Linked DNA regions of Mus musculus: region 2 is linked to region 1. Evidence: chromatin contacts called from public HiChIP or PLAC-seq data. All regions are on one chromosome and are shown on one strand. Each heading gives the region's core, a stretch centred on a gene start, on an enhancer-like site or on the middle of the called end of the contact. The rest is flanking DNA. Distances are from core to core; before and after follow the strand shown.

The links. HiChIP or PLAC-seq counts read pairs in DNA pulled down with a chosen protein or histone mark.
Region 2: an H3K27ac HiChIP or PLAC-seq map of microglia shows a contact between it and region 1, with 4 times the contacts expected there. The contact joins the promoter of 4930417O22Rik here to the promoter of Psme3 in region 1. A contact is called at or near these places in 1 of 39 promoter capture datasets (hippocampal neurons) and 1 of 115 datasets of contacts at active chromatin or transcription factors (microglia).

What each region holds. Positions count from the first base shown.
Region 1 is chr11:101,312,852-101,320,117 of GRCm38.p6, forward strand. Psme3 (proteaseome (prosome, macropain) activator subunit 3 (PA28 gamma, Ki)) reads left to right here and starts at 3,362. Exons shown (of 11, transcript NM_011192.4): 1 at 3,362-3,637; 2 at 4,330-4,362; 3 at 4,478-4,540; 4 at 4,772-4,876; 5 at 6,605-6,653; 6 at 7,061-7,173. The coding sequence starts at 3,596.
Region 2 is chr11:101,947,959-101,955,224 of GRCm38.p6, forward strand. It overlaps 4930417O22Rik (RIKEN cDNA 4930417O22 gene), which reads left to right and starts at 4,463. Exons shown (of 4, transcript NR_045806.1): 1 at 4,463-4,521.

The DNA of each region.
Region 1 (7,266 bases), core at 2,112-4,611:
TTTTGCATTTCGTGTGGTCTACCAGTTTTCTCTGAAACACAAACATTAACTCCATTAAATGTGGTCATTCACTCCTTCAAAAATTATAATCATCAAATGAGTGGTTGGTTTCTCTCCCTTGCCGCGAAATACTCTAGGGCCAGAGCTCTGGTTCCGATCTTGGCATACTTCAGAGTTATTAGGAAAAATTCCATTTAATTCATTTAAAACAATTATATTTTGGACAGTAATTGTTAGAGGGAAAGAGGCAAAGAGAACCACACCAGGTATTGTTAAAGCCCAGATATTTGCAGCTATGCGTGGTAGTACATATGTGTAAGGCCAACCCTGAGGAGGTGGAGGGCAAGAGGATGGGGAGTTCAAGACTAGCTTAGTCTACATAGTGAGTTGGAGGTCAACCTGTCACTACACACAAGCCCTGACTGGTGGTAGTGGTGGTGGGGAGCAAGAAATAAAAAGAAAGAGGAGAAGATGCTGAAGCATTTCCTCAAGAACTGGAAGAGGACGGACTCCAAGGCACAAAAGGAAGGATGGGCTTCCTCAGGAAGAGAGATGTTTCCTCTAGTGAGAGAAGATGAGGCAAGACAGGAAGTATTGGTAGGTTGGCAATTCCGTGCTAAGGTGCTACCTTGGTTCCCTTCTACTGCTGACATCAAAGCCATGAGTGAAAGCAATTAGGGGAGAAAAGGGTCTATTTCATCTTTCAGTCTAACAGGAAGGAAAGTTAGAGCAGGAACTCAAGGCAGGAACCTGAAGGCGGAAACTAAAGAGAAAAACAGGAGAATGGTTCTGGGTTTCTCTTCTTGGCGTGCTCAGTTTGCTTTCTTATAAACCCTAGAACCACTTTTTGCTGGATCTTTTCATATCAATCATCAATCAAGAAAGTGCCCCATGGGGGCTGGAGAGAGGGCTCAGTGGTTAAGAGCATTGACTGCTCTTCCGGAGGTCCTGAGTTCAAATCCCAGCAACCACACGATGGCTCACAACCATCTGTAATGGGATCTGATGTCCTCTTCTGGTGTGTCTGAAGAGAGCAATGGTGTGCTCATATACATAAAATAAATACATAAATCCTAAAAAAAAAAAAGCATGGCAGTTATTCCACATATGAGGAAAACTTGTCAAGAGCACAGAGAAAGAGCTCAAGAGTTATCGTACATTTGATTGACATTTATGGACATGAATTTAAAGTAAGGCCAGCCATTCTGGAGCACACAAAAACAAGAGGCATTTACAATTGTTTTCTCAGTAAGTTGATGGATCACTGCCTACAACTTTCAGGAAAAGTATGTCTGCCTTCTTACAGTGTATCTGAAGACAAAGCAAGTTTTTGAGCATGAAGCCATTATTTCAATAAGCACAAACACTAGTTTTGAAGTTAGAATTCTGAAAGACGCACATAATAGTGGCCCAGTTACAGTAGAAGGAAGTTAATCTGAGAGCGAATTCTGATGTTAAGCATCCCGTAAGATGGAAAGTTACTACTGTTAACAGGATGTAGTGTGAAAGGTGAACTGGTAGAAGTGAGTGGACAAGGGGTGTGTGTGTGTGTGTGGTATTTCCACTTGAGTAAGTGGGAAGGACTATCTTAGACTCCTGTTACTGCCTGCCTGCCTGCCTGCTATTGTCTGCCTGCCATTTCTTTGCATTATGGTCACTTTATTTTCTGGCATTTTTTCCCCCAATATGAAGCACCAGTGACAAACAGAAACTTTAAACAGATTGTTTATTGTCTATATCTCAGAGCTGTTGCATTCCATATAGGAGTTGCTGGCTATACATGGCTATTGAGTACTACAGTGTATCACACTTCCTGTTGTTGGTTGTTGTTTTTTCTTCCTTTTTAAAAGATGTATTTATTTATTTATTGTGTATACAGTGTTGTGCCTGTGTACATGCCTGCACACCAGAAGAGGGCACCAGATTTCATTATAGGTGGTTATGGGCCACCATGTGGTTGCTGAGAATTGAACTTAGGACTTCTGAAAGAGTGGCCAGTGCTCTTAACCTCTGAGCCATCTCTCCAGCCTGTTTGGTTGTTTTGTTACTTTTTAGATATGGCCTTACTCCGAAGCTCAGGCATTTAAAGTCATTATTTACTATGGCTGCTTGCTTACTTTCTAATGTGTGCGCAGAGGTAATAGGACCACTTGCAGGGGTTCTTTCTCATACTGTATGTGTCTAAGGATTGAATTTACATAGCTAGGCTTACAGGCGAGTACCTTAATTCCCACTATGTCATCCATCTTTTAGGTCCTTGTAGCTCAAGTTTCCTGAATATTTTCCATTTAGTTGGTTGACCCGGTGATTTGGAAATCCAGATACAAAAGGCTGACTGCATTGTAATATAAATGTTATTGAAAGTGGCTAAGCCGGGCAGTGGTGGCACACGCCTTTAATCCCAGCACTCGGGAGACAGAGGCAGGCAGATTTCTGAGTTTGAGGCCAGGCCTGGTCTACAACGTCAGTTTCAGGACAGCCAGAGCTACACATAGAAACCCTGTCTCGAACCCCCCTCCCCCCGCCAAAAAAAAAAAAAAAGAAAAAAAAGAAAAAGAAAAAGAAAAGAAAAGAAAGAAAAAAAGAAAAGAAAAAGGAAGTGGCTAAAGTTATTTAATTTTTAAAAAATGTGTCTGCTAGAAGACTTTACCCTATATACATGATGCGCACATTTCTAGTCTCTCCAGAATACTTTTCTGGGGTCTAGCACATACCCCTACTCCATTTGATTGCATGGAATAACACAAACTAAAAGATACACTGCCTAATTGTTGAAAGAGGAGATGCTGTCTCAGACTTGCGTTAGGAAAATGGTAACCTTTTTCCTCTAGAACTGGGAGGATTTGATTCTAGTCAAGTCATTGGAAGCAACGTGTTGTGTCTTAGATAAGCCACGAGGCTGTTTTGGGCGTGAATTTGTCCTTCAGGTATTTGGTATCTGAGGTCTGCACGTTTATGATAACTTTCCCCGGAAAGCCCGGTGCAATGGAACGCGTCTTCGGTTTGACACTAGCCCGAGGGACGGGAGGCGGGAGTCAGCAGTCACAGCCCGGAACCTTAAACTAGGGACCCGGGCCGCGGGCTTCTCCGGCTCACGTCACTAGGGCGCGACGCCTACTCTTCCAGAAGCCCCGGCACATGAGGTCCCACGGTGAAGTCGAGTTCCGGGACAATAAGACACATCACTCTTGAGTCCCCAGGAGGTTTGGATCTCAGCATCCCTGTCCTAGGTTGACCACCACAGGGCACAAGGCCCGGAAGCTCCGACAGCCCCTCCAGGAACCTGTAGAACTGAGTATCAGAGCGGCTGCGCAGGGCACGTGCTCATCCTCCCCGGAGTGCCGGCGATTGGCTGTGACGCAACTTCCGGCGTGAGCGGCGAAAGCCGGGAGGGCGAGCGAGAGAGCAAGCAGCCAGCAGGCGGGCGGGCGGGTGGCCGGCCGGCACGGAGGGAGGGGACGAGCAAGCGGTGAGCAAGCCAGCGAGGGTGCCCGGGTCCCGAGGGCAACGGAGATTCCTCAGGCCCCTCCGGTGCCCTCCCCGGAGCCCAGAGCACCTCCGGCACCCAGCGGAGCGGACACGGCCCGGCCTGGCCATGGCCTCGTTGCTGAAGGTGGATCAGGAAGTGAAGCTCAAGGTAGCGGCATAGCTCCGGCCCCCTCATCCCTCCCTTCGAACCCCCAGCAGTCGGATCTGCTCCCCACTCCCTATGTCGTCTTTGTCTCCCTGGGGACACCAGCTCTGAGCTTCCGCCTGGCTCAACCCAGCCCCCCACGCCTGGAGACGGCATTGGAGAGGACCGTATAGGGTGGCTTTCTGTCCTGCTTCTGGTGATGGAGTGCACCAGGGACTCCTCCGCGGACACGTGTTAAACTCAATGCTTTAGGCTAATGACAGGTGGAAGTCCCCTGGCCCAGCCACGTCCCCGCCCCCGGACGCTGCCACTGACCCTGCCCTTGGAGGCTGGCTTACTGCGTAGGATGGGGCCAGGTCTGGGTGGGAGTTGGCACGTTTGTGAGCTCACTTCTTCCAGTCTGGCTTTTGTCTGCTTATGAAATTGAGAGGGTTTTAGACAACTGGAGGGAGGGACAAAGGGAGGTGAGGGGTGGGTAGGAAGGGAGAGAAGGGGAGACAGGTGCTGGCCTGTAACCCGAACATCCTCTCCCGAGATGGAGAAATGGATCTTGAAAAAGATGAAGTATTTGCAGTCTGGGGGCCTCTCACCTTCTAATTATAATTTCAAGGTGAGGGCGAGACAGCTGGATTTGGGGTTCCCCATCCATGCCCTTGTATCACTAGGTGTTAAGTTGCTCTCTCTGTTCATTGTAGGTTGATTCTTTCAGAGAGCGGATCACAAGTGAGGTGAGTGTTGTAAAGGAGAAAAGTGGTGATGGTTAATAGCTGGGGGTGTCCCCAAAAGATCTGTAGTGAGGGACTGTCCCACGTTTATTAATTCAGGTGTATTCTCTCTGTCTAGGCAGAAGACTTGGTGGCAAATTTTTTCCCAAAGAAGTTACTAGAACTTGATAGTTTTTTGAAGGTGAGAGACACTTTTGTTTCTTTAAATTACTTCTTTGGTCCCTGTCTTTGTGACAGGCGGGGCAGATTGTGTGTTGATTCTGTTCTCTTGTGTACTGTAAAGCATTCTTTTTTTTCTTCGATTTCACAAGAAATACTCCTCTCTCTCTCTCTCTCTTTCTCTCTCTCCTTGTTTTTGATTTTGTTTTAAACTTACACTAATACTGTTTTGGGGTGAATGCCTCTCTTTCAGGAACCAATTCTAAATATCCATGACCTAACTCAGATCCACTCAGACATGAACCTCCCAGTCCCTGACCCCATTCTCCTCACCAATAGCCACGATGGACTGGATGGTGTGAGTGTCTTGCATTTATGTTTGTGTTCTTAGTATTTTATGTTTTGGTAAGCTTGGGGATGTCCGGAGTATGTGGGATTTGCCTGTGGGGTCTGGGGTTCTGTTGTAGGTGTGGTGATTGTAGGATGCTACTTTTTGGACCATTAGTTTCAGTTTTGGCAAGGTAAGTTATGTTAGTGCTGCTCTCAATGTTAGCCCAGGTTTTCATTAGTTCTAAACTAGCCACAGGCTTCCTTCAGCTACCTGGCTTTCCGCCTGCTTGGGAATAAGCCTTTTCTGTTCAGTGTGCTGTGCTCACAGATGGGAGGAACAGCTGGTTTTGCTGCACAGCTGCAGTCTCTGTCTTTACTTGCTCTTTGCTTTGTTTTTGAGACAGCATCTGACTATGTAGCCCTGGCTAGCTTGGAACTCCTTATGCAGGCTAGGTAGACCAGGTTGGCTTCAGACTCATTAAGATCTGCCTGCCCTGCCATCTAAATGCTAGGCTATTGCCAGCTGGCACTGATAGTGTATTAGTTGCATGTCTGTATTGTGTTAGAACGCCGCCTATGCTATAGTTTGATCTAGATTCCTGTGGCTTGGTATTTTGTTGCTGTTGCTTGGTTTTTTTTTGTTTTGTTTTGTTTTTTCTGTCCTAGAAGTTGAGCCTAGGGTCTTGTGCATGCTATATAAATGCTGTACCGGGCTGTTGAGATGGCTCAACGGGTAAAAGCACCGACTGTTCTTCTGAAAGTCATGAGTTCAAATCCCAGCAACCATATGGTGGCTCACAACCACCCGTAACAAGATCTGACGCCCTCCTCTGGTGTGTCTGAAGACAGCCACAGTGTATTTACATATAATTTTTACATATAAGATTTATTTACATATAATAAATAAATCTTAAAAAAAAACTATAAATGCTGTACCACTGATTTATATTCCTAGCTTTCAGGACTTTCTTAATTATAACTAATTAAGCCGAGTACGGTGGCTGAGCATTCAGCTTGCCTGGAGAAGGAGAATTGTGTGTTCATGACCAGCCTGGGATACATAGGAAGTTGAAGGCTAGCTGGGACACATACTGGGATACTTTCTTTAAAAATCAAGATAAACCTGCAGTTAGGAGACGCCTCAGTAGTCTGAATCCTTAGCTCCTAACATTACTTCTACCATATAGAAGGTAATGGGCTGAGATTGCTGAATCAGGAATTTCTTCATATTAGAGCCAAAGGATCCATGCATACTCCCTCAGTTATCCCCTACCTGCCTTGATTGCTTTCTTCTTATTTTTGAAGTGGAACTTTCCCCAATTCCCCATTACTTGAAAAAGTATTTATTTAGTGTGTGGGTAGGGAGTGCTTTCCTTCTGCTGCATTGGACCCAGGGATCAAACTTGGGTCGTCAGGCTTGGCAGCAGTGCCTCTACCTGCTGAGCCAACCCACTGGCCATTTCAGTGGCTTTTAAAATGTGTTCTTTTAGTTGTAACTTTGGCCTTCCCAACTAGAATACAAGTTTCTTTTTGACAAGAACCTCTTTTAAAAGCTGTCTGTGTGTGTGTGTGTGTGTGTGTGCGCACAGAAATTCATATGATAGTCTATGGGGTCCAGGAAGGAATTGAAATTGTTTGTATAGTATCTTGTAATGGCCGTGCATGTTGAATGCAAAAATTAAACTTGCTTGTATAGTATCTTGTAATGGGCATGTGTGTTGAGTGCAGACTAATTCTTGCTTCTTCATCCTTCTAGCCCACTTACAAGAAGCGCAGGTTGGATGAATGTGAAGAGGCCTTTCAAGGTAAGAGCTGCCGTCTAATCAGTTCACTTCATCTGCTGACTAGCAGCCCTGAGAAGTAGGATGGATCTGGTTTTCACCAGCTCAGGAGGTAAGGTCCAATTTAATTCCCTAGGTCAACACTTAGCAAATCCTCCTGGCTCAGTCATTATTTAGTCTTCTGGAATGCCAGGAGGGTCTGGTTGGATACCAGAGAGGATGCTTAGAGGCAGAAGCCATGCCTCACACTTGTCACAGAGGCCCATAGTCTGTGCCTCAGTTCCCCCTGTAGTAGTTGCTACCTGATACATTGGGGTGTGGGGGGTGGAGTCACTTAGAATTGTGACAGAGAAGAGATTATTACATCTATGTCTAGGGAAGAGGAAAAACATTGCACTGTCCCGAACTTGTGACCTTGACATATCTTCTAGGAACCAAGGTGTTTGTGATGCCCAATGGGATGTTGAAAAGCAACCAGCAGCTTGTGGACATTATTGAGAAAGTAAAACCCGAGATTCGGCTGCTGATCGAGAAATGTAACACGGTGAGGCAGGGGTTCACTACCCAAAGAGTGGCACTAGAACTATGGAATGATGGGAGGGTTGGCAGGCTAAGGCCCTTGATTCCTTTGTCTTGG
Region 2 (7,266 bases), core at 3,213-5,712, 640 kb after region 1:
GTTGGCAATGAACGTTAACCATCACTCACTTATACACTAGAATAGGTTTTTTGTTTTATTTGTTTGTTTGTTTTTCGAGACAGGGTTTCTCTGTGTAGCCCTCACTGTCCTGGAACTCACTCTGTAGACCGGGCTGGGCTTAAACTCAGAAATCCGCCTGCCTCTGCCTCTCAAGTGCTGGGATTAAAGGTGTGCACCACCACTGCCAGGCTAGAATAGTTTTTAAAAAAAATCACGAAAACGGTTACTGACAAAAAATTTTAAGTATGACCATAATAATTTGAATAATTTTTTTAAGCACAAGTTTATTGTGAGAAGAGAGGTATTTTTTGGTGGTATGTCATCTTATAGGAAATCTAAGTTCAGATTTTCTACTATCAACTAGACTGCTATCATCCACCTGTGAAAGCTGTGTTCAGCTCACAGCCTTTAAAGGGCCAGCCTTGGTGAGCCGCCACACTTGCTAAGCAGCCCTAATGCCTAGCAACCCCTGAAGTTTACATGCAGCCAGGCCAGTGCTAAGCAATTGCCTTTACTCACAACATAGTTTTTCTTTGAGCAAATGACTTCTATTCCTCATAGTTCTGATAGAGCCACAGGCTGTGGGGTCCTGGGTTCCCACCTACCTCATGGCCTCATATCCCCAGGAAGCTGAATGTGGAAAAAGCCATCAATTAGAGAGAGAGGGTCTGTTTGAGCATTCGGACAAAGAGACCCAAGTAATTTTCTGCCGCCAGGCTCACACTCCATGTCTGGGTCCTGTGGCTCAGCCATATCTACTGATGACCCTTGAATCCCTCGAAAATGTACCTGAAGTGGGCTGCAGAGATTAAAGAGTGGCATGCTCTCACTGTAAGGTAAAAGCATTGCTGCTCTCCAGCCTGCCAGCCTGGAAGAGTGGCCACCCATCCTGCTTCAATACATTCACACATCCTAATGTGTTCCGGAGACTGTAGTCCTCACTGGGTCTGCTTGGGGTGTGGGATTGGAAAGTTATATCCTGCATCCCAAAGAACAAAGAACACCTCTTAACAATGTCAAAAGAACACGTGACATTTGGCCTGTTACTTGCAAACTGCAAGAACTACGGGGTGTGGGGAGGGCTCACTGTCCCCATCCCTGGAGCCTCCCAACTCCTTATCACCCACAAGCTCCTCACTGCTGTCAAAAAAGCGGGCTGAGAGACCCCACTTCTTACTCTGATCCATGTAAACGTTAGATAGCAGGCAGTCCTGAGTACTCAGTACTTCATTCTGTAGTATTCTGGGAACTTCAAAAATGAATGGCAGGGCTGTGGAGACGGCCGCTTACTACGCATGCGGGTCCGAATTTGATCCTCTGCACCAACAGGAAAAACTAGGCACAGTGGCTCACAGCTGTGATCTCAGTGCTGGGCAGGAGGGCTTCAGGCTCAGTTAGAGCCCCTGCTTCAAAATGAAGCAAAAGTAAAGTGGAAAGCAATGGGAGAAAATACCCAGTGTCAACCTCTGTCCTCCACGCGCATGCGCACACGTACGTAAGCGCAACCACACGCATGAACATGTGTCCACACACCTCCAGAGGGTGTGGTGACTCAGGACTTTCCGTGCTTGAGGGAAGTATTATCTTAGTTGTCTTACAGAGGTGGCTTAGGGACTGTGGCAGACAACTTGAGTAAAGAAAGCAACAAGTCCAGAGCAAGGGGAAGAGTGTAAGTAAGAACAGGCCAGGGAGCCAGGATGAGCTAATCGAGCTAGGGACTGGACTTGTTCGGGCCCAGGAACTGGACTTGATCGGGCCCAGGAACTGGACTTGATCGGGCCCGAGTCAGGGATCAGGAGCCCAGGCCCCAGGGGATAAAGATTGTACCAGGTAGCTCAGAAGACAGCAGCTAATCCCTAATGGACATGTGTGTGGCCCGAAATTTCAACCACTGGATCACCATTAAGAATGGGGGTTAGGGCCGGGCGTGGTGGCACACACCTTTAATCCCAGGATTTCTGAGTTCGAGGCCAGCCTGGTCTACAAAGTGAGTTCCAGGACAGCCAGGACTACACAGAGAAACCCTGTCTCAAAAAAACAAAACAAAAAAGAATGGGGGTTAGGAAGATGCCATGATGTGAAAAATGGTTGTGTCGCTTTTCAGATACATGAAACAGATGCATACATACTTGTCCTGTGGGTGGGTCCACGGCTCTGTTTTTAGATAAATCAACAGCACTTGCTTTTACGCAAGCACAGGCTGCTGGGGTGCTGGCCAACCCCGGGCGGGCATAATCCTTATTCCTAAAATAGTTCCAGCTCAGGAGATAGCTGAGCATCCTATCTGGCAGCCCTGCATCCTGGACAGGAGCCTAGGGCTTGCCACACTCTCACCTGATGGTCCAGAAGAGGTGGCATGCCCAGTAGGCTACTCTTCCTCTTTTGGATGTGTAGAATCACAGAGCTTGAGCTGGTGCCAGACAGGGGGTGGGGGGCAGATGTGGAAGCTGGCAAGCCCAGAGCTATGGGAGCCAGTGTGATGGCCCCTGTTTTAGTTCCAACTCATCAACCATTGTTGAAAAGCATCCTTGAGGCTGCCTGTCTCCACACCACAAATCCCCACCTCCCTAAACAATGGTACCCGAGGTGACTCCAAGACATCACCTCTCATGTGGCTCCCACTGCAGCACCTTGGGCGCCCACCTGGAGCCCCTCAGCGGAGGGCTGCTACAGTCACGCTTTAAGCCCCTCCATGGGTCTGATCCTGTATTCCTCCACTTAGCAATCTCTGGTACCTCATCAGGGCTGCCAGTGTTCCTTAGGAGGCGAGGCATTTGTCTTGGACCCTCTCTGGATGCTTCTGTCCAGACCATTGGCAGGACTCCACACTCCGACTCCATACTTGTGCCGTGACCTTCTATCTGGGTCCATTCTTCACCTTTTAAGGACTGGGGAATTTTTTTTTAAATACATAATCTGGATTTTAGAGTCTCCAACAAAAGCAATACCATGTATAAGGGTGTATAAATAGAATTACTTTTGACAGTAACTATTGCTAATAAGTGGCATAAAGTCATCTTTATATCTTATATAGGCATAAGTCATCTTTCTGCCTATATGAGGCAGATTTGTCCTTTGTATAAGAATTAGAAAAGTTTTGTAAAAGCAGAAAACACACACACACACCACCACCACCACCACCACCACCACCACCACCACCACCAGCACCACCAGCACCACCAGCACCACTGCCACCCAGACACAGCTCAGTCAGGGCCAGCTGATGTGGTAGGGCTGCCTCAGAACCCAGCTGGAGTGTGATTTTAAATTCAGCTTCCTGGACTCAGCTTCGGAACTGCCTGTCAGAATCCGGGGAGCAAAGCAAAGGCCTGGAAATGTGAATTCATCCCAGCTCCCCTGCTGACTCTGAGGTACCCCAAACTGCTAATTTCATTGGCTTCCTTGTAATCGTTTGACCAAGACATTAGAGGTCAGGAGAAGGGAGAAAGAAGGTGGTAGATTCAGGAGGGAAATGGAGAGAATGAAGGAGATTTCTAGGACATAGAAGCCAGACTGGGCCTGTGCTGGTTGGAGAACCAGAGGCTAGGCTGAAGGTTTGCAGGGCTGGGTAGCATGGAGGAGCTGTGGTGAAGCCAGGGTCCAGGGTACAGCACCAGAGAGGTTGGACTACTTAGCTGGCCGGATGAACAGAAGCAGGGGTGGGTGGGTGAATAAACTGGTCCCACGGTGACTTTGTAGTGTGTGTCTTTATCTCCCTAGAGAGAAAGAAAAGGGCAGGGGAAGAAATTTAGAGGGAGTTTATGAATGACGGAGATTTAAAGAAAAGCCTTTGCTGGAAAAGGCATGCAAAGTACAGAGGAGTCAAGATGAAGAAATAGAAGAAGTTGAAGCCTTAGTGGGGGTGACAAGAGCGTAGCCAGGAGACTAAGGAGAGGGAATGTTGGTGTATGTATGTATGTGTGTATGTATTTATTTTTTTATGTATGTATTTGTGGAGGGTGTTCAGGTGTGTGCATGTGTTTGCCTGTGTGTGGATGTATGTGCATGTGTGTATTTGTGTGTGTGGAGACAAGAGGTTGACCTTTGATGTTCCATCTTGTTTCTTGAGACAGGGTCTCTCACTGATTACTAATTAGGCTGGGCTGTCTGGCCAGGAGCTTTAAGATCTCTGCTCCCTGCCTTCCAGGTGCTGGAAATACATCCATGTGCTGGGAATTGAACTCCAGTTCTCACGATTTTGCAGCAAGCATATTACCAACCAAGCCATCCCGCAGGACTCAGTGAGCTCATATTTAAATGACACCTTGGTGGCCATGGTAACAGTGGTAGCGGAGTGACCAATGGCCCACCTGCCAAGACTACGGTGCTGCTTTCTAGGAACTAAAAGGGCAAGGTGGATGAGGGCGGAAACCGGATGGATGAGGACTAGTGGGCAGAGACAGCGGATAAGGGACCAGGTGGAAGCTAACTAAACCGGAAGTGGAATCTTTTCCTGAAGGGAGGGCTAGATGACTCCCTGAAGAGCCTTCCCTATCCCAGGTATGGATGACATTTTAAAGAGTCACCCGGCGCACACCATCATCAAAAGTTGGCAACTTCGTTTTACCTCCGGGTCTCCTTTCCGAAAGGAAAAGGCACCGGGGCTGGCAGAGAGCATGTAACTTAGACCGCCATCCCTGGTTTCGTGCCGGCACACGGTCCAGCCACATTTTTAGAAAAACGTTCCCTTTTAAATTTGACTTGTCTTACTTAGCCAGATTGACAGGGCGGGGGTGGATAAGTCCCTATGAATAGTGAGCACACGTGAATGAGGAGACTCATTATCTTAAATTGAGACTGGTTTCTAAGAAAAAGAGAAAGGGGAAAAAGTCACTGGGCCGACAGCTTCCCCCCTTCCCCCAGCCCGTAGAGGACCAGGGCTTTGCCACCCTCCTCCCTGTGAGTACACAGACTCCACTGGGCCCCAGCAAGAGGAAGGAAACAGACAGAGGGAGGAAATCAAGAGATTAGAGAAGTTGACAGACGGAAATAGCGACTCAGGAGCCGCGCTGTCCCGGCCTCGTTCCCCAGGGAGCCTTTTGTACCACGGAATCTAGTTGCCTGAATGAAAAATGATATCATTTATTTCTTTTGTCCAGGTTGCACTGTTTTCTGCAGACACAGAAATAACCTAACACCGCAACACCCGACTGTTGGCCAAGTGATAGAGTTATCTGTCATCTTGGCCCTCAATAATGTCCTGAATAAACAACCACAGGCTTGGTGTTCTAGGGAGGGGCCCTGCTCCCCCATCCCCGTGATGACTCTGCAAAGAGGCTTGAATGAGCAGCTGGCCGAAGCCAGTGCTGCTAGCTTGAGAAGGAGGGTGACTTTGTAGATCACCAGCAACACGTGCATTCAGTCCACAAACACTTGCAAACTCTGACTCTGGCCAAACTTAGTGCAAAAGGCTTGCAACTACAGATGTGCAGAGATGGCTGTGTGTTGGCCAGAAGTCAATATCAGATATCCTCCCGGGTCACTCACCATATTGTCTTTTCAGACAGAGTTTCTCACAGAACCTGGAATTCAAACTCCAGGGCTCCACCTGTCTCTGCCCCTGAGGCCCAGTACTAGGAGTTACAGATGTGTGTCAACGGGCCTTGTTGTTACATAAATACTGGCAACCTAAAAGCTTGGCTTGAAGTTTATCTTTTAGATAATAGGGCACTGTGGTTTGAACAGGGAAGGGAAGTGGTTTTGTATTAGAACTGCCTTGGTTCATTTTCGGTGGTTAACTACCTGAGGCTAGTTAATTTATTTAGAGGTGTGCTTTTTTTGCTCACGACTCTGGAAGCCTAAGAAGATTTGTATGACTTCTGGTGAGGACCTTCATGCTGGATAACATCATGGTGGAGGTCATTACGCCGCCAGCATGTGCAATAACCAAGCCACTTTCTTAATAGCTCATTAATCCATTCATGAAGATTCTGTTTCCGGGATGCAATTGTCTCTTTCCAGATGGCACAATGGAGATGGGGTTTCAGCATAAGCTCTATCAGGGGCATCATTCCTTGGGGTCATGAAGAAACCCTACCTTATGTAGTGTTTAAAACTATCTTTACTTATTGGGGTTACACATAAGCCACAGCACATGTGTGGGAAGTTTGAGGACAACTTACGGGAATCTCTTCTCTCTCTCCACCATGTGGATTCCAAGACCAAACTTAAGTTGTCAGATTTTGTGGCAAGCACCTTTACCCCTAGAGCCATCTCAGTAGCCCTCCACCCTTTGTTCTCTCAGGAGACAAATGCAGATATCTTTCTTATAAATTGCAAGGGTGAGAACATAGAAAGAATCGAAATATCCACTCATGGCAAATGACTGGGCAGTGACATCTTCGTAAAATGGGACAGTGTCCAGTAGTTTTAAATGATCTGGCATGAGGCTAGAGAGATGGATCAACAGATAAGAGCATTTGGTGCTCTTGCAGAGGACTAGGTCTTGTCTATGGAGGTCAGAAGAGGCTGTTGGATCCCCTGGAAGCAGAGATACAGTTGAAAGCCATCATGTGGGTGCTGGGAATCAAAGCAAGATCTGAAGCAAGGGCAGCCAGAACTCTTAACTGCTGAGCCAGCTCCCTAGATCAGTTAATATATATATATATATGTTTTTTACTTTTTCCTTGATAATTGTATTTGATCATTCCCACCCTGATTCCTCTCCTCCAGATAAAAAAATACTGCCAGGCAAGAAGGGGCCTGTGGGAGAGACTCAGGCAGCCTCTCAACTTCCCCTAGGCTTGTCTGGATGCAGGAGATCTTATGGCAGAAGGCAGATCTTATGGAATCTCTGAGAGGCATGCATACAGGAAACGCACTAGTTTCTTGGGCTGAGAGGCAAGGTCCCAGCCCCCTGCTCAGTGTTCCTGGAAGGTGTGGAACTCTCTCTTGTACAGGCTGGCCCTTCTGACCTGCTGTGATTTCTAGATCTCTACCTTGTTCAGTTTCCAGTACGCCAGTACCAATCTTGGAACCTGCCCACCAAAAGGCAGAAGTGATGTTTTAAAGTATCTAGGAAAGTCTTTTAGCAAAGCATAGTCTAATAAGAATGGTGTACATGCATGCTTTTGTGAGTGCATGACTCTGTGTGTGTGTGTGTGTTTGTGTGTGTGTACTTAAGTTTCATGAGCCAAGTAGAAGTGAATAGTGAATGTTCCCTAAGAGGGTTTGCAGTAGCTTTGGTGACTCGAGGATGCTCACTGATAAGGATGTTCAGTTTAGGGAAATATGAAGGACTCCTCT